Linked DNA regions of Mus musculus: region 1 is linked to region 2. The links are chromatin contacts, called in public Hi-C maps. All regions are on one chromosome and are shown on one strand. Each heading gives the region's core, a stretch centred on a gene start, on an enhancer-like site or on the middle of the called end of the contact. The rest is flanking DNA. Distances are from core to core; before and after follow the strand shown. Region 1 overlaps Klf7 (Kruppel-like factor 7 (ubiquitous)). Region 2 has its middle 10 kb from the start of Gm13749.

Evidence for each region. Hi-C and Micro-C count contacts between places; a contact is called where the count stands out from the background.
Region 1: a Hi-C map of the N1E-115 cell line shows a contact between it and region 2, with 13 times the contacts expected there. The contact joins two enhancer-like sites. A contact is called at or near these places in 1 of 39 promoter capture datasets (the SN4741 cell line) and 1 of 484 Hi-C or Micro-C datasets (the N1E-115 cell line).

The regions. Positions count from the first base shown.
Region 1 is chr1:64,065,397-64,070,856 of GRCm38.p6, forward strand. All of the region lies in intron 2 of Klf7 (Kruppel-like factor 7 (ubiquitous)), which reads right to left. Among named protein-coding and RNA genes, the nearest start is that of Gm13748, 11 kb to the right of the region's middle. Within about 2 kb of position 1,660, at least 27 of the 459 cell types and tissues checked have an H3K27ac peak or open chromatin away from gene starts, as enhancers often do. A contact at or near this core is called in the N1E-115 cell line, where this site is marked.
Region 2 is chr1:63,951,512-63,957,661 of GRCm38.p6, forward strand. No RefSeq gene overlaps it. Among named protein-coding and RNA genes, the nearest start is that of Gm13749, 10 kb to the right of the region's middle. Within about 2 kb of position 2,185, at least 22 of the 459 cell types and tissues checked have an H3K27ac peak or open chromatin away from gene starts, as enhancers often do. A contact at or near this core is called in the N1E-115 cell line, where this site is marked.

The DNA of each region.
Region 1 (5,460 bases), core at 410-2,909, 110 kb after region 2:
CACACTGCTAAGTCAGCTAGGAACAATCTACAACACACATTTAAGAAGTTGTTATTCTGGTAATTTGTTACCAACAATGGCTAAACCTTCCAATTACCAACACTCTTTCCATCAGAATATAAAACTTGTCTAGGAACAAACGAGTGTTTTGACTTTTGGTGGTTCCATATGAGCAAATGGTACATTTTTTCAATATATAGTATTTAGGAGTAATTAACAACTGGAACTCTTAATACAGACAACAGAAATAACCGTGTACCTGCTCTGTGGTATCCTCCAAAGGTGAGATTTGTTTCTTGCTCGCTGAATGCAACTAATGGATAGCTGGTTTTCTGCTGGCCTATGGGACACACCACAGTCTCGACATCCACCTAGCAGAATGTGAGTCTACCTACCGATTATGAAGCCCTGTTAAGCAGAAGTGATTTCACAGAGCCTGGTCTTAACAGTGGAAAGGGTCTGCATCTCCATCAGGCTCTTCCTGTCACACGGAATTCCAAAAGGGCACAGGGACATCGCAAGGATGGAAAACCAGCAGTGGCCATAAGTGTCCAGTAAAAATGAGTCGCCTTTGATCACTATTTCTGTGTACAGTCACCGACATGCTCAGAGTTTTCTCAATAAAACTGCTCCATCCCAGGGGAATGAGCTGTCTCTTCAAGGGGCCCCAATTTACACAGACTTTCTCAACCATTTAAAGTGGATATCCTTGGAGCATGACTTCACATCTCAAGACTCCTCCTCACACTTCCAGTGAGAATTTCAGTAATGATGAAATGGAAACTTCTACTTGAACAGGTGATATCAACAGCAATTATACATTTTACTTAAAAACAAACAAAAAACACCCTTTTTAAGAATCCCAGAATTACCTTCAGATTTATTTTGCTTCGTATCTGGTTACCTGCCGTAAGTGATCAAGTTGTGTAAAACATGCATTATAATTTTTTTGTGGCTGCAACACCATACTGACCTTAAGCCTAAGATATGTGCTGTGCACACCAGATGAACAAAACCTATACTGCCAAGTCAGCAGGGTCCAGAGGCCTTCCTTTATTACTTGGTAGGGAACAAAACCACCGGGAAAAATCCTATTATGTTTTGGTTCACTTTATTTTGTACTTTGTGCACCGTGAATCAACAAGCCTTACAAAAGAATCCTGTCCGTTTAAGAGAGAAAGTGGTACTACCCTGGAGACGCTCGAGCTGCTGCTTTGTTAGTGACTTGGTAATTTTAACGTTTGTGCAGATTCTCCTGGTGCCTCTATCAAATACCAGTGTGTAATGTTTTGCCAGTTTTTTTTTTCCATAAGAAGGCCCAATCTATCATTTATGTGATTGGTCTTTAAATGCCTTATTTCTTTTAAACTACACTCATAAGGCACACAGAGAAAGGAAAGACTTCAAGAGCCTAATGCGTTTTTTTCAGAGCTAAAGGGTTTAGTGGAGAAAGCAGGATAAGGAGACGCAGGTGCCAGACATTGTGTAGAATTCGCACTTATGCTCCATTAATTGCCAGCATATCTTCCTCTCTCCTTTCCTCCCCTCCCCCACTAAATCCCTCTGGAAAACAGCAGAGCAGCAGGCCCAGACTGGTACCCAGCAGCAACACCAGGAGCAGAAGTAGCCAATTACCCTCCAGAATACAAAGGGGGAGGGGGAGAAGAAATGATGCAGTTACCTAGCAACCAGAAGGAGCAGAAACAGCTGTGTAGCAGGCCCAGGCTGGTACCCAGGCAGAAACAGGATAGCCAATTAGCACACTGTATTTAATGCTGATGTGGTTTCCTAGTAACAAGCTGTACAAGTCTGTGTGTTGAATTCTCTCCCCCACCCCACGTTTTCCTCAATCATGCACAGTATTACTATTTGCCCTAATTACTGTTTCTCCTCTGCTTCAAGCAACCATTATTTTGTCCCCAGAGAAATTGGAAGAACTCAGGAAAAAAAAAAAAAAAACTTCTGTAATGACAGTATTTAGTTTCAAAATCAGTTTAGCTATAAGCCTTGAAACGCTAAACAACAACAACAAAGAATGAAGAAAAAGAAAAGCCAGCAATTCTCCCTCTGCCTAAATGTCTAAGGAACCCATGAACCCTTTTCTACATGCAAGTGTCTGCATACGAGCGGGATAAAGGTGTTTATGATATGTGCTAGCATTTGCCTTTCTCTGCATCTTCAAATAGGTCAGATCCTCTCTGTACTTGAATTTATTCATATTGATTTTCTGATGCTCCCCTGAACACTAGGAACATAAAATGTCTTATTACCTGTATCATAGAAAGGAGATGTAGCTTTTGTTGCTCTTTCTAAAATACCAATACTAGTTTCAACAGGCTCATGAGCAATTGCGAATTCAATATGAGCAATCATTATTTCCTTCCTACAAGTCGAGTGGAGTGAGGGATGCTGTGTATCCCACTGTCGGGGAGCTCCTGCTTCCGTGTTATCCGTTCATAACCAAGCAATGAATCCCACTGAGGTGACATCGAGCTCCGTGAACAGACAAATACAGAAAAACTTTTAATATGACTTCTCTACAGTTATACTAAAATATATTTTGTGTTATACTCGATGTTGATATTCGGTGGAACATATACCAGAGGGAGCCTTTCCCTTATATCCTATCCGCCATCAAACATTGGACAGTTCTCCTTTTCTCAAGATGCCTGTCAGAATTCTAGGATCTTTCCCCTTTGACATGATGTAGATTTAAGAACAATGCATAGTCTTTCTTTCAGACTCCCTTGATATGGAAACGAGGGCTCCAAAGGATGGTGTTAGAAAGAAAAGCACACCTAACTAGACAATTTCCCATATGGAGGGGAGATCCACCTTCTTGGATGAAATCCTTTATGATCTTTAGTGCATCTGGTGAAATAGGTGGACTGTTTTGTCGCAGTACGCGTGGGAATTTTGAAACGTAAGTTCCTGAGGACAGAATGCACCTCTTCCCTGATTTCCATATATTTAGTGTTCATCATGGACACGTTGTGAAGGCAGAAACAACAAAAGAAACCAGAGTATCTGTTATGATGCTAAGGGACTTGTTCATAACATAAAAGAGGTTCAAATTATAAACACATTTTAATTTGTGAACACAAACAAAAGAGATCTTACCTGAGTGCAGATACAATCTTAGAGGAGAGAAAGGGGAAGACGAAGGTCAAAAGAGATGAGGGCCTTCCAAAGAGGTTTGGCCTAGGACAAGACTGTATCTAGGCTCTGTAAGGAACTTTCAATGTGTTATTTCTTAATCTCCATCTCCGTTTGCCTCATGAATCATAAGCTCCAAAGGCAATAGCATTGAGTGCTTGGGAGCAACAGCATTGTACGGAGGGAGGCTAACCCCAGCTTTGCCTCAGTGAATAACGAACACGTTAAAAGCTGCTGCTGTTTGATTATTTTAATGGTCATGTCTCCACTAACATTTAGTATGATAATTGTCATGCCAATATATTATCTGTACACAAAACTAGAGGGAAGCTACTCTTAGGAAAAGACAGAGAACCCAGAGAGAAGAATGGTGAAGAATGGAGTCAATTCGAATATATCCATCCATCATGTCTCCCAAGTGACTTAGCAACTCTTCATATTCTATAATCTCCTATAACTGAGAATTTTAAAAATTAAAAGAAGAAATTGCCTTGTTGTTCTCAGTTATATGTAAGCCACCAGTCAACCTTATTTACTGCTTCTGGATCCTAATTTACAGAAGGCTAGAAAGAGAACTGGAGGAGGGGACTAAGGGCTTTGTCTCAGGTATTTCGGTAGGAGTGCAGAAGAAAGGAATTGAGACTTGAGGAAACCAGACTTCCCGGGGCCTTCAGTATGCACCCATTAGGAACTGTCTGGATGAGTAGGGTCAGGCTTTATATGTGTCTAGTCAGCATGGAGGCCCAGATTCCCAAGCAATTCCACGGGCTCCTCAGAACGCCTTTCTATGAAACGTTGGTTTCCCAGTGATGTCCTGTCAAGACTTCAACTGTAACTTCCATTAGACTCAAATTGACTAAATAGAATGAAACAAACCAGACCCAGACAAACACTGCATGTTTTTTCTCATGTGTGGAATCTAGACTTAAGTCTGAACACATATATGACATGAAAGCAGAGGAAGAGGTAAGCAGGGGAGGAGTCTAAAGAAGGAATGGTTGGACAACACAGGGTAATCAGAAGAATGAAGAGGTCACTCGTGTACAATCTAGTTTACTTAAATACACAGACATGCACACATTTAAGAGACATGAACACAGAAGGCAACATATAGGTATACGAATTAGACAAGTGAGGGGACAGGAAGGGGGTGAGGAAAGGGAAGGGGTCAACTACTATGACACTCACACACACACATACTGTAATATGTCTTCCTTCTAAAACAACAACAATAAAAACCAAACAATCAACTTTTCATCCGCCTCAGTCAGCTCAATGCTTGTTCTGCAACCTTGAGGTTCTGAGTTCCACTCCAGTACCCACAGAAAAAGCTGGCTGTGATGGGGTACACTTGACCTGCCAGCACTGGGGTAGAAGAGACAGGAAGATGAGGCCTGCAGCCTAGCCAGCCTGGTCTAATCAGCCCGCCTCAGCTCACAGTGAGAGATCCTGTCTTAAAAACAGGGTTGAAAGCTTCCCGAGGTTGTCCTTTGGCCTCCACACATGTGTGTACAGAACATGTGCACACACATTCCCCCAAAGACACGCTGTTTTACAAGAACCCTTTCGTCTGTCATCTTTTCATTTTCAGGAAAAGGACAAGGTCCAAGTTATTTGTTGTTATTCTCTAATTGTTTTTAAGGCTCAACTCTTTTTCCTAATTCAAACAGAATCACTTCATTATTGCTCAACTTCAGGAGATCAGGAGACTTATAAAATCTATTGCCTACTGCCAGCAAGGTCCCTTAAGAGCCCCTTACTCCCTTAACTTCTGCTCCTTACAGAGCACCACTTCACTTGCTGACATCTTCAGAGGAGGGCTATGATCATTATGCTCTTCCTATGCTTCCTATAACAAAACACCCGGCCGCCATCCAGGCTCTATACTCTCCCATGAGAAAAGGGTCCCAATTCAACATTGTTAGGAAATTGCATTTTAGGCTTCTGTTCTAGAAGAGACACGTTCTCAGAGATGAGAGTAAGGAAGAACTTCTAGTAGAGCAATAAAATACTGATTAATTTCATGTTTCTCTCTTTTTGGTTCCTTTATTTTAACATACTTATTTACTGTGTGAACACCAATTATCCATTAAAAGGACATCTGCAATAGGCATCCCACAAAATCTGTATTTATTACATTATACTATAAGTATAATGATAAAATTAATGTGCTTATTGTGTATATGCTGAGTTTAAACCATTCTACCCAACATGTGTTTACATAAATTTATCTTCATAAATGTTTAGAGACTTCATATTACTAGGTTATCATGTGGTGAAGTCTGGATTTCTCAGAATCATAAA
Region 2 (6,150 bases), core at 935-3,434:
AAGTCAAACACATTATGGCAAGACCCTTCTCCCCAGTTAGGACTCCAAAGTGGCTTTGAATCTTAAATCATTTGGTGTGTATCAATATCAACATCTTGGAAGATAAAATGCTGTGTGTGTGTGTGTGTGTGTGTGTGTGTGTGTGAGAGAGAGAGAGAGAGAGAGAGAGAGAGTAAAAATACCATGTGAATTTGAGACTAACATGTCCTTCATTTTCTAGTAAAGAGACAAAAATAAGTTAGTCTCAAGGACACTGTGTAGTGGCTGAGGAGGAAGGGAAGCCGAAGGGGGACTACTGTTTCTTCAGAAGCTCAAACCAGGAAATATCTGCATGACCCCGTGGACTTTTTCAACAGATTATCTGGGGAAGACAAAAGGCTTCCTTCCAGGAATTGATGATAAAGGCTCAAAGAACCAAAAGCGAGAAAAGACATATGTTAGGAAGCTGGGTCGGCGAGGAACGGGTTCAATCCTGGAACAAATCCCCAGTGCCTGCACTTGACTGCTATTTTAATGTAGACCTTGCAATTCATCTCATACGTTTTTATCATTCCTAGAGTTTCCTGGGAGAGCTGTGAGCTATCTCCACTACACTGTCAGAATAAGCTGCCTCTGGTCCTCCTGCCATGAGGGAGGAAAGCTGTGCTCCCCCTCAAAAAAGCTTTCATTAGGGTTTCTCTCCAGGGATGGAGACAAAGGACACATCCAAACAGGTGCCACCGCTAGGCCCTGCTTTGCTTTGTTTGTCTGCAGCCAGGCGGAAGCCAGGTGTTATCAGAGCTTTTCAGATGTGCGCCTCTGACAAAATCCAGGGTTTCTAAAGGATGAAAATGTAACTGCTTTAATATGAGGCCAGGAAAGAGTCACAGAAACGCCCTGGCCACTCTTGGGTGCTATCAAAAGTAGAGCTCTACTCTTATTTGCAAATATCCCTTCCCCTGGCCTCTTCCACCCAAAGCCATACAACCAAGAGACCCCAGAGCTAAACCCAGGCTTGCAAAGAATGATAACGGTAAAGGGCATCTTTAATTAAATGTCATTACAGTTTGGATAAGGTTGCAGTGTGGGCTAGCATGACACACATGTCGCAGCATGTATGTGGAGATCAGATGGCAGCCTGTGGAAGCTGATTCTCCCCTACTACATGGATTCCAAGGATTAAACTTCCGGAACACCAGGCTTGGCAGCAAACACTTTTACCTGCTGAGCCATCTCGCCAGCCCGCCATTTTAAATAATAGGGGAAATGTGAATGCATTTCTCTAGAGAAAGAATAATTTTCGGGTTTTTATCTTTTTTCAAAGGATCTATAACCTTCCGTTCCACTCAAAGGGACACTAGTTGAATTTAAGCAATTTGCCTAATTAGCTGAGTTTGATTCAGTAAGTAAGAATGTTTTGGCTTTATGTAAGAAATCATTTTTTTGCTATTGCTACTTCCAAGGAACGATGTTGATAGAGAAATCTGTCACCCCACTGTTTTTCATGCTGACCAGTCTAAGAACTTCGCAAATGCACCCATTCTGTTGAGCCAATTCAAGCGTGTCACCCTCCATAATTCTTAAAGCTGTTCTTCAGAAATGACGGCTGGCCTTGTGAGTCTGTGAGTTCAAACAGAAACCTTTGATGCCTATCTATTCGCTTCTTTCTGAAAACAGATCTTTGTTTATCCCAACACTCCCACCGTAAGGTGGACTCCGTACATAATTGCTCTAAAGACCAGTGGACTCAAGGTTCTCTCCACTTTGGAGCTCTCTGCCTGTGCACACAGCTTCTGCCCTGTGTCCTCTACCCAGTCCTTCCTTGTGTAAATAAGGTTGGCGCCTCTTCCGGAGATCCCAAGGGTAGAATCCTATTGGTGCCAGGTACTCATTACTGTAAGTGGCGCCTGTTACCCGCCTCGGGAGCAGAAGGCAAACATAATGATAACAACTCCCCACACCAGTGGCCTCCCCGACCTAGTTACTTATTTTTAATTAAGATGGCAATGCAACACCTTTCCATCTCCTCGAGGGATTGCTGTGTTCCAGTTTAAAGGGGGCTGGAGAAGATGGCTCTGTACACCCAGATCTTTGCTTCTAAAGACAGGAGAGGCCATGTTTTCTGGTTGGTGGTATTCGAGGCGGCACGAAGCAGGTGTTTTCCAGGAGGTGGCAGTGCGCTCTAAGGCAGGCTGGGCCTGCCTCCCGTATCACCCAAAGAATATTGTAATTGAGACATAGCATTATAATGCATTCCAGCCCACACAGCTGTGCGTGTCACCTCGGGAAGCTTTTTACCAGTTTCAAAGTCACCGCAACCAGGGTAGGGAGATGGAAGCATGGGGGGGACACAAGGCAAAAGTGGGAGGAGGCTCGGCGGGGGCGGGGGGGGGGGGCAAATCAGGGACACTTGGCTTTGTTGTGAGTGGAGTTTCAATACTGAAGAGCCAGGGGCCACCCTGATACATATTTACGACTGTTCCAGGCTCACCTCTGAGGACCAATAAAAGGAAGCTGAAGGACTCTTGTTTTGTCTGCATCTTAATTCCAGGTTTACAAGAAATATTCCATTACCCCAATTCAGAGGCCAAGCATCCTTCCTTTATAAATGAGATGTCTCCTTGTCAGGAGGGGTGAAGAGCATGGTGAACCTGTCTCCTCCTGAGAGGCGTGTGTGTTGGGTGGGGGTGGGGGCGGGGTGATGAGAGAAGAAAGAGCTTTGCCTGACCCTGTGGTTCCCAGTGCCTGTGACATCTCAGGACCAAACCAGAGAAAGCAGACCAAGGACTGTAGGAGAGGACTTTCCCCAGCTTTAGTCTGTTGGCAGAGGTTCTGTTTTTCACAAGTACAGCGGTAAGAATGAGTGGACCTGATAGGATCAGAGTCAAGGGCACTGAGATGACCATTCAGTGTCTCCATTTAGCTTCCTGGATGTGTTCATAGTGAGGGGGGTTGACTTCCTTTTCTCAAGTCTCTTGTGTTTGTGAATTTGTTTACTTATAGCTCTTTGAAACTTGTCTGAGACCCTTGTGTGACAGAACAATGAGGTCTATTAGATGAGTTGCTTGGGAAATCTACACAGCGAATTAGTATTTGAAGAAAGCGAGCTCAGCCTTTCTTTTTTTATTATTTTTTATTTTTATTAGATGTTTTCTTCATTTACATTTCAAATGCTATCCCCAAAGTCTCCTATACCCTCCCCCCACCCTGCTCCCCAACCCACCCACTCCTGCTTCCTGGCCCTGGCATTCCCCTATACTGGGACATATGATCTTCGTAAGACCAAGGACCTCTCTTCCCAATGATGGCCAACTAGACCATCTTCTGCTACATATGCAGCTAGAGACATGAGCTCTGTGGGTACTGGTTAGTTCATATTGTTGTTCCTCCTATAGGGTTGCAGACCCCTTCAGCTCCTTGGGTACTTTCTCTAAGCTCAGCCTTTCTCTACCCGTCCTCAAACATATCCAGAGGCTGCATTGTTCTAATTGAGTTCTGTCTTCTCTCACCCTCTCCGATGGGAAACTTGTTCTGTGCTCTCTGAAGAGGTCATCTGGAAAGCTCTCCCTACCACACACCCATATCTAGTTCTAAGAATAATCCAATTTACAATGCACAAAGTATCATTTGTATGCTGTACCCATAGCGTTTGAAAGATGCCATCTTTCTATTGGCATCTGTTGTTTTATTTTACATGTGGGTCCATGTAGAGGGACAAGGTGGATGCTGGGAGCGTTCCTCAAATGCTACACCTTATTTACTGAGGCAGGGTTTCTCAGTTGAGCCCAGAGCTCACCTCTATGGCTAATTTGGCTAACTATCGGGCACCACAGAGTCCATCTCCACATTTCAAATGTGAGAACTACCAGTAGGTTGCCATACCTACCAGGAAAATGTTTTTAAAGTCAGAAAACAAAGCAGATTAACATGCAATTAAGAGAAGAAAATTGGTTTTGAGGACTAGGTGATATTCTTCTATCAAGAGGCCGATCTTTCTTAGTGGAAATCAGACTGCATTCTGGGTAAGAAGGAAGGTGCACTCAGTTTGCAAAGCACGAGAAACAACTTAGCAAATATAGAACGTGGTGGTAGAATGGGGTTCATAGCAGTTCAAAAGGCCTACCAACAATCAACTAAGGGGGAGTAGAACATTCCCAGACAGGTGAACATACCTGTCACAGAAGGCAGGTAGAACATGAAGACTCCACAGAACATTCAGAACACTTAAAAGAATAATGATCAGAAATACTACAATACAAATTATGGAAGAAAATGATTGGGCAAACCCTTGAACGTTGTGGTGTGGTAACAAGGTCCGATGAACAAGATAAACTGATAGATAATAGGTCACAAAAGAAAGCATGCATGGCATAGGCAGGCATCTTAGACAATACACAGACAGAGCAGGAGGACAACAACCCAGACCAATGCGACAGACACATTCATCCCAGTAAGACGGATGCAATGCTCACCTTCAGTGATTTTTTGTTTTATCAATCTGTTTACCCCTTATATGGTTTATAAATCCCATTGTAATTAAAATATTTTCCAAAAAATAGCTTCATATTTAAGTCCTAACTCAAGAAATCAAACATGTGCCTGATGCTCCACTATCCCAGGTAGTTCCTATTGACCATCTGGCAGGCATGTGATATCATTAGCTATATTTAAACTCATAAATATCAGCCAAGAAGATTGAGGAGGTGCCAGGATGATACAAATTATTCATGGAAAATGGTGTCCCATTGTCCAGAAAGGGCACAAGCCTGAAAAGCAACTCATTCAAAGTCAATTAGTACATGTGACAATGTCCTTCCTCTCCATCACAGAGAGAAACTTCAAGTGTGGGAATCCCAGATAATACAACTGCAGCGTGTGAACTAGCCTAAAGCTTTTACATGCTTGGATATTGAGAAGGGATTCAGTTTTACAGAACTGCACAGGAAGACTGGTGTATGGATGTAAGGACACTTTTAGATCAAGCATATCACTCACCTTGGTCTCTCTAAGCTTCCTATTGGTAACCTGTGTACTGTGTTCACTTCCAGATCTGTGGGAAACATTTCCCTGTTGTTTTCTTAGCTTCAGACTATAGGACAATGGGCAGCATAGGATTTCATCTTGTCTCAACCCTTAGTACGTTAGCAGTGAGGCAACGTGTGGTGACACATCATAGACTTGGGTCATTAGTTTGTAGGCAAGAGAAGCTAATGAGGTCATCACAGAATAGGGGACTTTCTAGGTATTAGTTCTTTCCCTACTAAAGGAAGAATGGAATCACGAGGCTTAGCACATACAGGAAGCAGGAACTGAAGTGACAGTAAGTGACTCTCATCATTTCTTTTGCCCTTGTAGCCACTGTTCTGAGGATAAAAATCTAGAGAAGGAGAAATGGAGTCTACCTGAGTCATATGCTTGGTGGTACCTAGGCAGTAAGTTCTCCCAGTAAAAGAGTCAATAGCCCCTGTAGCTTATATAGTCAGGACATCTGAGAATACATTCAATTAGGAAAAAGTAATCCCAGCATGGAAATTAGGCTACTGCTAGAAAGGAAAGATGGATGTGGAGAACCCAAAATTCATCACACACACACATGCAAACATGCATGCAAGCATACACATATAGGCATGCACACATACATAGAGTGCTTACATACAGACACACACATGTGCATGCACATGACCTTGCACAGAATGACCAAACAAACAAATACACATACATGCACACACAGGCACAGACACACACATACAGAGAGCTCAGATAAACATAGATACACATACATGTTCACACAGACACGCACATAGAGATATACTCACACCACACACACAATGTGCTCAGACATACCTAGACACTCATACATGTTCATACAGACATACATGCACAGATATACACACACTCCACACATAACCCTCTCCACACAATGAGTTCTTAGACACATAGACACACATGCATGTACTCACAGAGCTATGTATACACTCCATGCATACCCCATCTCTCTCTCTCTCACACACACACCACCACCACCACCATCACATAAAACATTACACACCTTTAATCCCAGCACTACGGAGGCAGAGGCTGGCAGATTTCTGAGTTCGAGGCCAGTCTGGTCTACAGAGTGAGTTCCAGGACTGCCAGGGCTACAGAGAGAAACCCTGTCTCAAAAAACAA